Linked DNA regions of Mus musculus: region 2 is linked to region 1. The links are chromatin contacts, called in public targeted proximity ligation maps. All regions are on one chromosome and are shown on one strand. The core of a region is the stretch at or near the end of the contact, and the rest is flanking DNA. Distances in the headings are between cores, read along the strand shown.

Region 1 (4,962 bases), core at 1,870-4,369:
GTTTGTATCTAAAATAGCCCCCTTCCCAGGATTGGGACAGAAGGATCATCAGAGCTGGGGGCACCAATGGAGACCTCTGCCACTGAGTTCTATGTGCCAGGTGAGAGAAAAAAAAAAGAAGTCTCAGAGAGGCTCTGCTTAGGACCACACAGCTCTCAGTGTCCCTGCATGAATCAGCCTTTGGGGTCTTGGTCAAGTCCTGTGAAAATGACTTGGCTCTAAGAGGTCAAGGCCCCCCTCCCTCAATCAGCAGAAGAGCAATATAGCATCCCCTAGACCCAGTTACCTGCTGGGAGCCAATGCATCCTGTCTGAAGGGTCCTCTCTCTACAGGCCTTGTGCCTTCTACTCTGGACGGCTGGTGCCTATCTCCAGGGGATTAACTGGGAAGTCACGGGGACCCAGCTGTACCAGCCTCGAGGGGGACGCTCTGTCCCAGCCTCCCACCAAAGGCCCAAAGCGCCTTAGCCCCCAGTCTCACTATCTACCCAGAGCAGGGCAGGACATGCCTCTGTGTGCAGAGCTAGTGGGAGCCATGACAGAAGAGACTCTTCTTTAGATTGCTCCTTCAGCAAGGGCCAGTCTGTCTCCCAGCCCAGAACCCAAACCACGGAGATTTCTACCCACTGCCTAGAGGGAATGGCTGAGGCCATGTGGGAATCTGGATGAGGACTTGAGGGTGGCCATTTGAGTGTGAGAGCATACACTACTACCTGAGGCTGAGGAATGACTCAAAACATCCACAAAACAAGGTTTCACACCTCCTAGTAGGGGCGCACTCATGTTTATGAGCACACCACTGCTCTATGCTTTCTCCCTTCCAGTGAGAACTTCCATTTCACCACCCAATGGATTCCCTGCCAAGGCCTTCCCCTCTCAGACTGCCTTAAGGACTTGAACCAGGTGTCCACCCACCCTGCCCCTATTCCCAGGTTCTGGAAGACTGCTGAATCCCGGCCCTCCTGAGCAGGCCCCACACCCCGCCTGCTCCCCACAGACATTCTTGAGTCTCCTCTTATCTCTCTGGAGGGAGCAGCCCAGCCTCCCTGCCAGGCAGCTGCATGGCTAAGCTGTGGCGTCAGCCTTCCATCCACCACCACCACCCCCCCACCTCAGGCCAAGAGGGAAAGTTTGGCTCAGAAGTGAGGAGTCCAGGCCAATTAGGCCCACCCCTGTGCCCAGAGCCCAGGTGGGGGTGGGGTGGGGGAGGGATACCTACATAAACCAAAGAGTCCTGGTTCATGGGTCACTAGGGGCACCAAGAATACACTAGGCACCCCCAATCAGTACTTGTACCCAACAAGGACCACTGACTTCTTTCTTCTTCTAGAATCTTTACTCACAAAGTCCCTGTGCACTCTTAGCCTATTGCCCAAAGTTGGGAAGCTCCCAGAGAGCTCCTGGACTGAGGGGTGGTGTCTTGCACCCTCAAATGGTATAGCTGCCTCAGACTTGATCACTGAATTTAGTCCAAGCCTAGCATTTTGCAGCCTCAAGACTTGTTCTGCCTGGGTGTTCAACATCCTAGAGTTAAGTTAACCTGAGACTGGAGCTGTCTTCTCCTGGGCTGCTCAGATGTAGGAGTGGATGGACAAAAGTATTCTGTGGTTCCCCACGTCATGGAAAGAGAAACGAATAAAGTCCTCTTCTTGCGTGGGGAAATCTCTCAGGAACTGGGCACTGGGCTTTAAACTTGGGTCTTGATTTTCCATCCTGCAACTCACAGTCCCAGCCTGGTATGTTGAGGGCAACAGGTTCTGCTCATGGAAGCCTCGACCAGTACTTAGGGGCAAGATGTTAGCTGAGGGACTAGGAAGAGGGTGAGGCAGGGAATAGTTTCTCAACATAGTGGGGATAGATACAAAAGGTGTTCAAGTGCCTCGGTCTCCAATAAGGGTCTGAGAAACCCAGCAGGCTGGGAGATGTCAGCCTGCACTTCCCCTCCCCCTCCTACACCAGCCCCTTCCCTCCTGAACCCAGCTTTCATGGGGGGAGGGGCAGGGTCTGTTCAGGAAAAGCTGAGGCAGTATTTAGACCAGGACCAGACTCTAAAATCAATGTGGGGGTTGGGAGGTGGGGGAGGTGAGGAAAACATATATAATGGAGCGTACATAGATCCTACTGGAGAAGTTCAGGTCAAGGTGAGGGGGGGACCAGGTCAGCTCCTGGGTCAGGTGTGAGGGACCCAACCCTGAGGCGCCTCATAGGGGCTGGTGGGGTGCCATTTACAGCATTGGAGGTCTCCTAGGGCAGAGGTTGCTGGTGACAGAGATGTCAGCCAGCTTCAAGGGAGTTCCATCTCTAGGAAATCACACTAAAGAGAAGGTCCTGCCCCAGGCAAGGAAGTAGTAGCTGCTTAGAGGAGCATTTATTTCAGCCTTAGTGGAGGAAGCAGCATTGCCCAAGACAGGTGACAGCCTCCAAGGATGTCTCAGCCTCCAGGAAGCACAGTCAGGAGGTCCCTGCTCCTAGAAGGTAGGCTAGGCTCTGGGGTCCCAGCCTTAAGGGAAAAGGGAAGTCCCAGGCTAGATGGAGTAAGAAAGAGGCTGGTATGGGTGGAGTACAGCGTCCTCAGACTAGAGAAGTGTGCTGAGGGTTGGAGTATCACCATTCAGGGACCGCAGGACCCGAAAGGCTTCGAGGAGAGCCGAGCACAGAAGGAACCCATCCCCAAGGAAGTTGAGTGTTGGAGGCCGATTCGGGGAAACCCAAGTCCAACGGGCTTGGGCAGACATCTAGAGACTCCCTATCTCGAAGCCATTCACCTCGCTGTTGCCAGTCTGAAGTAGAGTCCCTGCCAAAAAGGAGGCTTTCTGGAGGTCCTTTCTGGGTGCATGGTGGAAACCCCATGGGTCTCCTGTCCTCAGGGAGACTGGTTGGCCTATCCCAGAGCAGGAGGTTGATCGCCCAGCCAACCCCGCGGTCTCTCACCTTCGAAGAAGCGCTGCAGCGCTTCGGTCTCGTCCACCACCTCCATGGCCCGCCTGCCCGCCGCGTGCGCTCCGGCCGCAGCCCCGCTACAGCCTGGCCCGGGGGCGCGGCATCGCCGGCGCGGCCCGCGCGACAGTCCCGGCTGGGCTCCCGGTACAGTCCGGCCAGGCTCTCCTCACGCTCGCTCCCCGCAGCCCTAGCCCGGCCTCCGCCTGCCCCGCGCCCCGCCCGCCGCCCTCAGCGCCCTCTGGCGGTACGCCCAGAGCCGCAACCTCGGGTAGCAGGGTGCCGCGTCGTCTGCAGGGGGCGCTCGACGCGGCGGTGGTGTCCTGGGTACTGCCTTGCCTTAAAGTCTGTGGATTAGTCGCTTTTCACTCTTTTCTGGTATAGGTAGGGTTCCAGATTATGAATCTGAGGGTTTTCAGTACCAGATCTCAGAGATAGCTCCTATTCCTTTTCGTATTCACCCTATCCCAGGTAACAAAGGGATACTCTGTGCTAAGTACTCTATAGGTGTTAAACTCTGTTAATTCCGGCAGGTCTTTGTTAGGGAGGTACACACCCACTTCCCCACTCCCCACCCCCACCCCCCAAGGCCCAACGCACACCGAATCTATGTAGGTCTGGCCTTAAACTCAGAGAGATCCGCCTTCTTCCGCTTCCCTAGTGTTGAGAATAAAGGCATTTGCCACCTGTCTGGAACTATTACAATTTGCATTTACAGATGAGGAAGCTAAGGATTAATGAGTGCCCTCTAGAGAAGTGCTTCTACATAGAACTTTCTAGAATGGTGGAAATACTCTAGGTGTTGTCATTAGCCACAGTGGCAGCTGAGCATCTGAAATATGGCTCTGGGGATTGAGCTCCTGACTTTTCAGCTTTGTTTTATTTTAATTATTTTGAGCATAATTAGTTATGTGTGACCTTGGTAGTATTAGGCAGTACAGTTCAAGGTCAATAGGGTTCAGAGTTTAATGAGAGCCATTCTTTATTTTTCCTCAAGACAGGTTTTTCTGGGTAGCCATGGCTGTCCTGGAACTCACTCTGTAGACCAGGCTGGCCTTAAACTCAGAGATCTGTCTGCCTCTGCCTCCCAAGTGCTGGGATTAAAGGCGTGTGCCACCACCACTAAGAGTTATACTCTTACTCCCTGCTGCCCTACCTGATGTTTAATCTGAAATCACATAGGGATGAAACCATCGTGTCTCCTGTTTGGACTCTCACCTCCATCTTGCCCCCATTACACAGCATCTCTCCTAATGATTCCTCTACAGTCCTCCCAACTAATTCTTTATGAAGCAGAAGTCAGATCATACCACCATGCCTTTGGTAAAACCAGTGGTTTCTCCTTGCACTCTGACATCTAAACCTCTTGCCCTGGTTTCTCAGAAACCTGGCTCATCTCTCTCCACTTGTAACAATGACCTCAGCTTCAACTGCTTTCTGCGTGGCTCACTTAACCATTGCTACCAAGACCTTCTGCCATCACCCGAACATGCCAGGCCCACATCTGCCACAGGGCCATGGCACATGTTAGTTCATTTGTGATGCTTGCTCCCAAATGGCTAGTTCTTCTCAGCCACCAGACCTCAGTGCACACATCGGTATTCTTTTTTTGGGGGTGGTGGTGGTGGTGGTGGTTTCAAGACAGGGTTTCTCTGTGTAGCCCTGACTATCCTGGAAGTCACTCTGTAGACCAGGCTGGCCTCGAACTCAGAAATCTGCCTGCCTCTGCCTCCCAAGTGCTGGGATTAAAGTTGTGCACCACCACTGCCCAGCTTGGGGTATTCTTTCCAAAGCAGTTACTCCACCTCAACCTGTCTCACCCTCATAGGCGCGTAGCTCTGCATGTAGTTTCCATTAGTCTCCTTCTCAGGAAGGCCTATGAGGGCACTGCTATAACTTCAACACCAACCCCCCCCCACACACACACACACACCTCACACACAATAGGTACTCAAAAAGTACAGGTTGAATGTATGGAGAATGGCACCTGTAAACTTCAGAACCCTAGATCTAGGATTCTAGAATC
Region 2 (5,046 bases), core at 829-3,328, 410 kb after region 1:
GAAAAAACAAAAAACAGCCATAAGGGGATTCTCCGTTTTTGTGACGAGGTGCAGTAGATGTTCATCTGTAGGGGAAATGCCGGTTCAGTTCCCAGGTCTTTACGTGTGGGCAGGAGCCTCCTCCCTCAAGGTGACCAGACAGTGCCACTGCAGGGAACCCTCCGCTGAGCCCTCATCCTGAGCCCTAGCTCCACTGCAGGGAAGCCATAGCTAGATGGGAAGCAGGGGACGCAATGAAACCCCAGCCCAGAGCAGTTGGGGAGAGTTGTTTCCAGGATGGACCCTGAAGGCCTTCCAGCCTCAGGAAAACTTGTGTTCCCTTATAGCTGTTAAGGAAGGAAGGGCAGCTGAGTCTTGGGCTGCCGGACCTCCTTGTTACTGGTTTAGGATCTTTTCTTGCCCATTAGTGTTTTCCCAGCCTTCTTCCCTTGTGGCTGTCGCTGTGGCCTCAGTAGGTCACAGCCTGTTACTTTATGTGGCTGAGGACCTGTTTAGGCCTCTCGAACCCCACTTCCTGCCCCTGCTGCCTTCCTTAGGAGACCCTGTGCTTCCATTTCAGCTTTCCCGAAGGCCGTTCTGGCCCCATCTGCCATCCTGCAGCCCCGACAGCATCCTGCTAAGATGTCCCTGCTCCTCCCTGAGGCAGGCCGGCCTGCCCTGTCCCCAGGACACAGCCCTCCTCCAGGGGCCCCAGGATACCCCACTGGAGTTAGAACAATCAGTCAGCCATCTACCACCCAGGTCCTACCCACATTCTTTCCCACACAGTTGATATCCACTCCAGTGCCAAGTTCCTCCCCACTGGGGACCCTTGGACCCCCCTCACTCCTCCAGGGGGCTGTAGGGACCCCTTCCTCACCTAGGGGTCCTGAAAGCCCAAAGCTGGGAGCAGGGTCCTCTTCCTGTTGGCACCTGGGAGCCACGTATGAATCAGGCAGCCGCTGGAACCAGCCCGGATGTTCTCAGTGCTTGTGCCAGGTAGGTGTGAAGTCCCCAGGCTGCCTTGGGGGAGTGTCTAGGTTCTGCCCACCACTGCAACTCCTGTTTGTGCATTCAGGATGGAGAGGTGACCTGTGGAGGAGTAAGGTGTGACGCTACCTGTTCCCACCCAGTTCCCCCGAGAGATGGGGGGTGCTGCCCCTCTTGCACTGGTAAGAGCTCTTTCTTCCTCTAGCCTTTTGCAGCCCAGGGGCTATTTATTATTCAACTTCTCCTGCAATCAGTTCTTGGTGTCACCTGGAAATCTGACTTGGAGGTTCATGGGTGGGGCCTGAGAACATACAACACTACACTGCTGCTGCTGATCTGGAATCTCACTTTGAGAACCATTTGTCTATGCTGAAGAGCTCTTCAAGGAAAACCTTCTAGCAGGCTGCTCTTCTTGGCCCATCCTGCCTGCCTGCCTTCTTTCCTTCCTTCTTCCTCCTCCCCTTCCTCCTTCCTTCCATTCATTCTTTCCTCCTTCCTTTTCTCCCTCCCTCCTCCCTCCCTCCTTTGTTCCTCTTCTATTCATCCTTCCCTCCCTCCTTCCTCCTTTCCTTTCCTTTCCTTTCCTTTCCTTTCCTTTCCTTTCCTTTCCTTTCCTTTCCTTTCCTTTCCTTTCCTTTCCTTTCCTTTCCTTTCCTTTCCTTCCTTCCTTCCTTCCTTCCTTCCTTCCTTTCAGTGCACATGCATTCTGTTGACTTCCTTCCCCAGTCCTACCTACCCTACATTGCTGGAGGACAATCATTTCACTTTCCTCCCATAGGCTGGGGCTGGGGCTATGGGCCTGGGGCTGGGGCTGGGGCTGGGGCTGGGGCTGGGGCTGGGGCTGGGGCTGGGGCTGGGGCTGGGGCTGGGGCTGGGGCTGGGGCTGGGGCTTGCCTACTATGTGTGAGGGAAGTCCTAATTCAATCTGCAGCACCATAAAACCAAAAATCTTTCCAGGGTCTGCCGAGGCAGTGCCTACATTGCTGTCTTACATTTCCGTTTTCTACCATGTTCCACCTATGTATGGGGCCCTGAAGGAAAGAGCTGAGTTCTCTTTATAACCGAGATTTTGGATCCTTTCAGGTCTCCTGCTGGCTACATAGTGATATTTCCCTATTATGGTGAGAATAGCTGAGTCACAGAGAGGCATCGTGACGTGGGCAGGGCTACTTGGGTAAACGGAGCTAGAACTCTAGGTTCGGAACATAGCGTCTCCTGTGTGGTGGGAACGAAATGCCCCTTTCTCAGGACACACTTCAAGGCACACCCTCACAGCCACTGTAGCTACTCTTGCATCTGTCTCCTGTGCTGTTTCCCAGCAGTCCTAGGACCACCCAGTTCAAGGGACCTATGTCTGCCACTGCTGGCACATCCAGGGTGGTGAGAGAATGTTCCAGAAGTATTACGCCTCAAAGAGAAGAGACCTGGTTTCCTGTCCTTTGAGGAGGCTGACGTTCCCCACCTCCTGTTTGTCTTTCAAAGGCTGCTTTCACAGTGGCGCTATCCGAGCCGAAGGGGATGTGTTTTCACCTCCTGAGGAGAACTGTACTGTGTGTGTCTGTCTGGTAAGCAACCCGGGATTCACCACCGCATGTTGTCTTAACCTTTGGGGGTTGTCAAGGAGGGGAACAGACTGGATGTTGAAGATGAACTTCTCCTTGGAAGGGAGCTTGATGCAAGGCTTTGAATCTAAAACTATTGAGTTTGAGAAGGTCATTGGAAGCATCCAAGCTCTGGCCAATGGCTGTGGAGGGTATCTGCTGTGCATGCGAGAGCCAGGGCAGAACAGGGTCCATCTATTTGGGAAGGGAAGGGTAGAACTCTCTCAGGAACTTCCCCAAGGAGCCTGCTTTCTCCAGGCAAAATATTTATTACCACAACAAAGGTGTCCACATCTGGGTGAGAGCAACCTCATTAAGCCCTGGGCTTCTTGAGTATTTTTGCTTCTGGCATGATTACACTCCTCGGAGAGTAATCATGTGTCAGATGCTGCCTGTGTGAATTTAATTCTGGGCACCCACTGGGTGTCAGGCACAGATTTGATGCCCTTCCCCTGTTTCTTAACCAGAGGCTCCCAGAAAATGCAGGGTGGGTCCTGGATCTGTAGATTCAAAGATGGAGGCTGGAAGCTGGTGGAGCTGGGGTTTGAACAGTGGTCTGTTCCAGGCTTTGTCTACCAACCGTTGCTGCCATGCTCTGGCTACCTTTAAACACAGCTCCAGAGCTGGCCACAATTGCTGATGGGGTGGTGTGTGATCAGAGACGCAGAGAATGCCAGTAGCATTCATCTAGCTCTTCCTGTATGTTAAGCATGAGGAGGAGAGGAATTTGTGTGCATTCTTCCAATTTTATGTGGTAAGACAGGCACTGATTCCACCCATGTTAGAAGATCCTGGAGATGTGATGTCCCTTTGCCGAAAGTCTTGTTAGGAGATGCATAGATAGTGGAACTCAGGTCTAGATGGTTCCAATGGTGGACACTTTTTAAATTTTAACTTAAAAATTACTTGTAAAGGTGTATTGTATACTGGGTATGGTGCCACATGTCTCTAATCTCAGCACTTGGAAGACAAGCAAGCATATCTCTTGAGTTTGAGGCCATCCTGGTCTACATGTTGAGTTCCAGGACAGGACAGGTAGGGCTACATAGTTAGACTCTTTCTCAAAAAAAAAAAGTACTTTATTATTTTGACATTTTAGTTATTTATTTTAAAAAGATTTATTGATATGTTTTTATTTGTATGGGTGTTTTGCTCACATGTGTGTCTATGCACTACTTATGTGCCTGGTGCCCTCAGAGGCCAGACAACAGTGTTAAATACCCTGGAACTGGAGTTACAGATGGCTGTGAGGTACACTGTGGGAGCTGGGGACTGAACCTGATTCTCCTACAGGAGCAAGAAGTGTTCTCCACTGCTGAGCCATTTCCCCAACTAACATATATGTGTATGTGTATGTAGAGGTGCTCCAAGAGGACCTTCCTCCTGTCCTCCCTCCTCTTTTCCCTTCTCCCTCTCTTCTCCTTCTCCCCCTCATCTCTCCCTCTCTCTTTAAGATCTTTTTATTTTATTTATGAGTGCACTGTCACTGTCTTCAGACAAACCAGAAGAGGGCATCAGATCCCATTACAGATGGTTGCGAGCCACCATGTGGTTGCTGGGAATTGACCTCAAGACCTCTGGAAGAGCAGTCAGTGCTCTTAACCCCTGAGCCATCTCTCCAGCACTGGTATCAGATCTCTTAGAGCTAGAGTTACAGGCTATTGTGAGCTGCCTGATGTGGGTGCTGGGAACCAAACTCCTGTCTCTTCTAGGAGTAGAAAGGGGTTTTAACCACAGATTCATCTCTCCAGCTTCTTTCTATCTATCTATCTATCTATCTATCTATCTATCTATCTATCTATCTATCTATCTATCTATCTATCTATCTATCTATCTTTTGTGAATAAAGTCTTATTAGGTAGCCCTGTCTGGCCTGAAACTTGCAATGTAGAGCAGGCTAGCCTCAAGCTCACAGAAATCTGCCTGTCTCTGCCTCCTACATGCTGGGATTAAAGGCATGGTTGGCAGTGAACCTGGTCCCACGCTTGTCCCCATCACCATCTTTTGCCTCCTCAGGCTGGAAATGTTTCTTGTATCTCTCCCGAGTGTCCCCCTGGTCCCTGCAAGGCTTCCCCACAGTCAGATTGCTGTACTTGTGTTCCAGGTAGGTGACACTTGGGGAATTTTGTTTTTTGGGGTATGAGGGAGAAGTGCCTCTGGAGTGTGTATTGAGGCAGGAGAGGGGCGACCTCCTCCTGCCTTAGAGAGGTGGTAGATCTCAGCTACTCATGTTTAGAGTCTCCTCTGTGCACCTCGGCCACACTGTGCTCATGGCTTGGCCTTCCGCTGTCCCTGCCTCTAGAGCACATCTTGAGTGTAGGCAGAGGGGCTGTGGGCTCAGTCCTGACATTGATCTGCCCCTGATCGTGGAGGAATCTCTTTCAACCGACAGAGACATAAGAACATGGCATCCTATGACTGTTCGGATCTCAGGCCTTTCTGCTAACCAGAGCAACCAGGCCCCACAGGGATTGCA

Evidence for each region.
Region 2: a contact with region 1 is called in a targeted proximity ligation map of bone marrow-derived macrophages, with 4 times the contacts expected there. A contact is called at or near these places in 1 of 39 promoter capture datasets (cranial neural crest) and 2 of 130 datasets of targeted methods (bone marrow-derived macrophages and pancreatic cancer cells).

The regions. Positions count from the first base shown.
Region 1 is chr19:10,237,629-10,242,590 of GRCm38.p6, forward strand. Myrf (myelin regulatory factor) reads right to left here and starts at 3,120. Exons shown (of 26, transcript NM_001033481.1): 1 at 2,931-3,120. The coding sequence starts at 2,976.
Region 2 is chr19:10,645,975-10,651,020 of GRCm38.p6, forward strand. 4930524O05Rik (RIKEN cDNA 4930524O05 gene) reads right to left here and starts at 2,079. Exons shown (of 3, transcript NR_045316.1): 1 at 1,962-2,079; 2 at 860-1,071. Vwce (von Willebrand factor C and EGF domains) reads left to right here. Exons shown (of 20, transcript NM_027913.2): 8 at 560-978; 9 at 1,058-1,151; 10 at 2,452-2,534; 11 at 4,587-4,674.